Regions from separate parts of the Danio rerio genome. Here region 2 is linked to region 1. Evidence: chromatin contacts called from public Micro-C data. All regions are on one chromosome and are shown on one strand. Each heading gives the region's core, a stretch centred on a gene start, on an enhancer-like site or on the middle of the called end of the contact. The rest is flanking DNA. Distances are from core to core; before and after follow the strand shown. Region 1 overlaps kcnk4a (potassium channel, subfamily K, member 4a). Region 2 holds the start of tgfb5 (transforming growth factor, beta 5).

What was found. Hi-C and Micro-C count contacts between places; a contact is called where the count stands out from the background.
Region 2: a contact with region 1 is called in a Micro-C map of caudal fin, with 2.4 times the contacts expected there. The contact joins the promoter of tgfb5 here to the enhancer-like site in region 1. A contact is called at or near these places in 1 of 18 Hi-C or Micro-C datasets (caudal fin) and 1 of 4 datasets of contacts at active chromatin or transcription factors (caudal fin).

Annotation. Positions count from the first base shown.
Region 1 is chr14:9,308,475-9,311,673 of GRCz12tu, forward strand. The region is part of intron 10 of kcnk4a (potassium channel, subfamily K, member 4a); the gene reads left to right. Among named protein-coding and RNA genes, the nearest start is that of kcnk4a, 33 kb to the left of the region's middle. Within about 2 kb of position 1,482, at least 6 of the 62 cell types and tissues checked have an H3K27ac peak or open chromatin away from gene starts, as enhancers often do. A contact at or near this core is called in caudal fin, where this site is marked.
Region 2 is chr14:9,348,041-9,351,586 of GRCz12tu, forward strand. It overlaps tgfb5 (transforming growth factor, beta 5), which reads right to left and starts at 1,330. Exons shown (of 7, transcript XM_021481114.3): 1 at 925-1,330. The coding sequence starts at 1,273.

The DNA of each region.
Region 1 (3,199 bases), core at 232-2,731:
AAACATGTACATATAGGCTAGCTATGGAAGTCAGTGGCTATCAGTGTCACATTCTTCAAAATATTGTATTTTGTTCAGCAAAAAAAAAAAAAAAAAAAAAACTGAAAGACAAAAAATTTATTGAAAAGGGGTAGTTCACCCAAAAAAAATTAATTTAATCACCTTAAAGTGGTTTCAAATCTTTGTTTTTTTTATTTTGTCAAACACTAAATAAATAAAAAGATCAAAAAAGATATTTAAAAAAAAAAGCGTAGGAAAAACAAAACTTTGAAAGTCAATGGTTACAGGTTTCCTACTTTCTTTAAAATATTATTTTGTGTGATCAACAAAAGAAAAAGTCAAATACTGTAGGTCGGAACAAGTGAAATGTGAGTAAATGGTGACTGAATTTTCAGTTTTGAATGAACTATCCATGAATTTAGGTTGAAATATCCTTCAATATATTTTAGTTATTAAAGTACAATTATTATTATTATTATTATTTAATAAATAGTGCCCTTTTTTGAGCCCCTGCCCCTTAAAGGTCTCTGCATGTCCCTGATTAAGGTTACAAACAGTACAATTTCTTACACCTAAATGTTTTTAAAAACATTATACAATCACAGACATTAAAAACAAATAAGGATAAATAAATTATATTCTCAACATGCATATCCTGCGATGTGACTATTGCGAATGATCACATTGCGATATCGATGTTGAAACTATATATTGAGCTCTAGAATCAAATAATTTGATTGTAATGAATACAGAAACAGCAGATGCTGTTGCGATGCTTCTTTTATTGAACAGTTAAATTCATATAAAAGAAATTTGAAATATACAGCAAACATTTTTTTTTAAATAATTTATTAAATATGATTTTTTTTATTGTTTTCCATATTTGCTACTCTATAATGGAAAGATGTTTCTGGATGGAGGCTGTAGTTACAGCATCTACCAGCAGAGGCTAACCAGATTTTCAATCTTTGGCTGGTTAACACTAACCTATGAAGCAGGCTCCCTCTTGTGGTCATCTGACGAGGGCAAATATCTTACATGCTTTATTCTACATAAAAGAGACTGTTTATATTACTCTGGTGTTAGTATAAATGTTATATTTACACTCCAGCTCACACACAGACTCCTTCTGAAAACACATTTACAGAGAGTACATCTAAGCATCTACCTACCCAGACACATTTTACAGCATGCGCACAAACAGATTTGTTTACAGAAAACAAGCAATTTCGCTGAGGAGCTCGCGCAGCAGGAGCTGGATGAGATTTTAAAAGCCCTTGGTGTGGGAAGACGAGGCGAACGAGTGAAAGAGCGAGTAACGATATGTCCCAGCGTGAGACAGCTCCAGGAATGGCTTTTGTAAGGCCCTGGCTGTGGGGATAAATGCCGGTTGCAGAGTGAAGGGGGTATTTAGAGGGACGAGGACAAACACATGGTGGTGGTTTACAGAGGAGCTTTTCCGCAGGGCTTCCAAATTCTACCTCTGCACTTCAGCCCCACCTAACACGACTTCTACACCCGCCGCATCAATGTCTGAAACCGGAAGCCGTTCATTTTGTAACCTGAGCGTGACTGAAATTGATTTCTGAGCGGAAATGTCTTACTTTAGAAGTGGGCAGCGAGAAAACCTGCAGTTGGTTTTGTGGTGTGTCCTGATACTGTGTTTGGAGAAACAGGAAAACTGCTTTAGGTATTTGTTGTATACAGTCGAGATTAAAATGAAAGAACAGTTTATTAAAGCATATTTCATCAATTACATATATCTGAAACATGAAATATTATTTAAAAAAAATTTTATGAGATTCATTCACAGACATTCCAAGTTTGGAAAAGTCACTTCCGGGGGAAACAGAGATGATTTGCAGGAGATGGAGGGGATGTTGTGCGATGTGTCTGAAGAGCGGGAGTGATGCGGTGGAGAGGGCTGTGTGACGTATTTGAGAACCAGGAGGAAGGCGTGCAGCTTTAGGGTGATTATTATTCATTTGCAGGCATCCGTGAGTCTCCCGCAAATGCATAGAGACACCTGGATGCCCGCAAATGAATGATAATTCCAGGAGACTTGGGATGGTTGCACTTATATTCATTCATTTTTCAGCTTAGTCCCTTTATTCATCAGGGGTCACCACAGCAGAATGAACCGCCAACTTATCCAGTATATGTTTTACACAGCAGATGCTCTTCCAGCTGCAACCCAGTACTGGGAAGCACACTCATACCCTACGGCCAATTTAGTTTATTCGATTCACCTATAGCGCATGTGTTTTGACTGTGGGGGGAAACCGGAGCACCTTAAAAAAACCCATGCAAACACAGGGAGAACATGCAAACACTCATGCAGAAATGCCAACTGGGGCTGGGACTTGAACCAGAGACCTTCTTGCTGTGAGGTGAAAGTGCTAACCTTTGAGCCACCCTGTCGCCCTCTTAAATGAGACATTAGAGAAAAAAAAAACCTTGAGCAAAACTAGATTTTGGTAATTTTTGATACCTTCTCAGGGTTCAACGCTAAGGAGTTTTTCTACTGGTCCGATCAGGCCAGTGGTTTAGATTTTTACTTGCCCTGCCAAAATTTTACAGGCCCCACCAAAAAAAAAAAAAAAAGGGAAGTTAATAGCTATTTTTTAAGCCACATATTTTAAACAATGTGTCAACAAAGTCTGTGACTCTACAATTTCAATACCTAACAAATGTTAAAAGTGTTTTGCAAACAAAAAGAGCAGAGGAAAATGAGGTATTTTATTGCGGTTCGAAATTATTTAACAAAAGGTGGCTGACTTATCAAACTGATGGCAAACTGTGCAAAACATCACTTCATTTTTTAGTTGCGTTGTTCACATGTAAATGTCTGCTTCCAGGACGTCAGAAACAGACTTTTTCTTTTAGCCTTATAATTTGATGTTGCCGCCATGTTGCTGTTTCATCGCTGTACTGGTTGTCACTAGGTTACGGAAAAAAATAGGATGGTCGAAACATCAAATCAAATAAGAGGACCTGGAAAGCAATATGGTGATTACGACATCACAGAGAATGTAGTGTTTAAAGACTTATAAGCACAAACTTAAAATGTACGCAATTGACAAATTGTCGCAGACAAATTAAATGTTATTGACAAGGCAGCACTGTCCCGATCGGGCCAGTAATGATCCTGTCTACTGTCCCAAACATCTCTCACGCTAGCCCTGGGCCACCAGGCAGT
Region 2 (3,546 bases), core at 80-2,579, 39 kb after region 1:
ATATAAAAAGGTAATTGTGGACAATTTTTTTTTACCTTTTATCTTGAATATGTCAATGATTAGTAACAACATTGGCTTTGATGCATTGTTGGATTTCAAATTTTTCTCCCTAATTTACTGTTGGTGGCTATTTTTGCTCCTTTTACTTTCATTATAACCTCATTTGATGATGCATAAAAACACAGTCTTTGTTTTTATTTACTCCTTGTAGTTCTGAGAGCTGAGATGCAGATTTAGATTTTCTCAGAAACTTCAAGGTAAGTGCACAAAAGTCACTCTCACTCACACACACACACACACACACACACACACACACACACACACACACACACACACACACACACACACACACACACACACACACACACACTTTGATTTGCTGTTATGCTCCATAAATCCAAAAACAAAACCAACTATTAACTATTAATGGTGCCAACTGATGATTAACAGTAAAAAATACTAATTTTACCTCTTCCCAACAGGGAAAACCACCAACACTTAAAAATGCATGATTACATGGAGTCATGGTTTTTGTAATCATAAAAATGTGATTATAATGAAAGTCAATGGGTCAAAAACAATGCATTAAAGGCAATGTTGTTTTGCATGTCTAAGACGTATAGGTAAAAAGCAAAAAAAATCCAGTCCACAATTACTTTTTATATTGAAAATGTGTAATTTTGTGACATAATTTATTAATTTGGCAATTAAAGGGATATAAATCCTGAAATTTTCTAACCAATTTAGTAGTTTTGATCAGGACTAAGGTTAATTAACAGATTTTTCCAATTAAGACCTAAAATCACCCTAGAGTGGATGAAAATATCCCCAACAGTAATCATTTCAATAAATGGTTTTCATACACACACACGCATTACTTTGAATGATGCAAGCATTAAAGTGGGCATCAGCATCATCACTCACTGGTATCAGTGCGCAGCGGCATCATGTTGACCCTCTGCACCTCTTTGGCGTAATAATCCTCCTCGCTGCTCTCCCGCTCGCACGCGGCCTCCGCATGGCGCGCGCGCTCCTTCAGCAGCTCCTTCGTGCTGTTATAAAGCAGCATCACCTCCGCCGGGACAGGCTGCGGTGTCGGGCTCGCCTCGGGATCCGGTGGACTCCGAATGCGCAGCTTGCTCAAAATCTGCCCGCGCACAGCCTCGATCCTTTTGGACTTGTGGTCGTCTAAGTTGTAGGAATGGCACGTGGAGAATCCTTCCGCAGACGCAAAGAGTTTGAGAACGAGCAAAGTCAGATTGATGAACCACATGGTCGGTTGACAGCTGAGAGGCTCGGGTGCGCAGCTATGTAACGCCGGGTTGTCTTCGGGGAGCGCGCGCACTGAGCAATGGAACAAACCCCAAAGTGCGTGGCTGCGCTGCTCGCGTCCGCGTGCACCAGGTGAATGAGCAGCTCTGCTGTCAGATACGCGCTTTTACCTTCTCACACACTTGTTTTCCTACACTCATACAGACTACTTATGGTCAGAATAATAAAAAGATGGTTGCGCAAAGCACCTCACTGTGTTAATGACAAGCTATTTTAAGTTAATCGGTTTTTCTTTCTTTCCTGAAGGTAATATTCAAAGCGCAATCTTTTAAGGTAGGACTTACGTAACTTCAATTATTTTGACGTGGCTTTCAGTAAACCACGACACGATTTTCAACATGCAGCTTTTATAAGTGTTTGTATACTCGTTGTGTCGTGAGACAAGTGTCTAATTATGTTGTCGCTAAAACTTTAGTTTACTATAGTAACCTCCTCAGTGGCAAATATTTTCCTTTTTAAGCGTCTTTTTGGATGATAAAGATAAACTTTGGTATCGCCAAAATGTAAAGATAACACAAAAAATAATGTATTTGAATTAAAACAGTTTAGTAAGATCCACAACCGTTCGTTTTCCCCTTTTAATGGTCTAAACTGTAAACAAAATCCTCTGTAATTTACACCTGGCATGAACTATCTGAGGTTATGCCAATTTTAGATGTTATTCTGATTTCTGTGCATGTGGTGATGGCAAGCATAATATAGTCCATGATTATCCAATCCCAGTAATACTAATCTGAATCTACAAACACAGCCTTTCCATTATGCTTCCCCGGCTTTTAAGTATTTACCGGTAAGATAATAAACAGAACTGTTCCTCATGCTCGTCTGGTATCCAATGATTCAGAGAGAAACTCCAAGTGCTGCTTAGAATTCTTGTGGTTTGTCTTGGAGCTTTAGTGAGGACCGCTAGTACTTTCTTTCAAAGTGACTCTCCAGCTCCTTTCCCATGATAGCTATAAGAGATCAGGTCAGATTTTATTTCTTTTTTTTTTTTTCTGCCTTGAGTCAAGATGCAGGTCTGCCATCCAAATGTTCAATCAAGCTCTTGAAGTTGCTTTAGGAAAATGAAATTATCCCATGACAAAGACTGACTGTCCTCCAGCGGCATAGAGTTGAACGGGATTTAATATAAACAAGATGAGAAAAGGCTAGTCTAGGCTTGGCCTATACCAGAATACATCTTGTGCGAAGAGTAATCCATTTCAAAGGAGGCAGGGGAAAAAATGACAAGGCCAAAAACGCCAGACGTCAAAGAGAGCCTTTGAAGGTGTGAACTTAAGTATGCTATAATTAAAAAGAAAAACTCCTTTGAGTTTCAGAGCGACCAGAAACATCTCTTCAACAAAACAAGTTCCTAAAGTTTGGAGAGGAGGAAGAAAACAGCAGCTGTGTGTGGGAGAGCGAGAGGAAGGGAGGGAGAGAGGGAAGGACAAAAAGAGGCAAGTGCTAAGGACAAAACATAATCTCCAAGATAGCCTAAATTTCAAGCATTCAAAATTATTATGGTTTCACACCTTAAAACGTTGTTCAGATGTTGCATTGCGAGACATGATCAGGGTTTTGTGCTTAAAACATTGCATGTAGGACTAACTTTATATCCCAAGCTTCCTTTGGTTGTCAGTTGTTTTTAAAACAAATGAAGTATTTCTTGCTAAATGACAATCTTTTTAATTAAAATAGTGGTTTATTTTAGCTAGAAGGAGTGAGTTATCTTTATGCCACTACAGTAACTTAGTTTGCTTCTCCTGAATCGTGTTATGGCTAAATGTTAATTAAACTTGTCAAAACTGACCAACAGAGATGTATTTAGAGTTGCATTTTGATATTTGAATCTATATGAAAACACAGCAGAAACTAATGTCAGCCTCTGCATAACCATGTCAAAAAGTCTTATGAAACTTACTAGCATACCTTCACTACACTCAGATCTGATGATATGTAGGGCCAGATGGAATATGCGAACGTTATTGTGGGAGTATCAAAACTAAAACCTTAATACGTGAAATAAAAATAATATATTTCTTACTTTTATTTAATGTTTAAAATGCAAATCCAATTAGATTCTCTTTATTTTTATATAAAGTAAGTCTCTCATACAATATCTCTACTAAAAGACAGAACATATTACTTTACAGACTGCATTGCAAATAAATCAGATGAACATTTTCATATTAGTCAATAAAATTTCTGTAATTTAAAAATTTAATAAATATA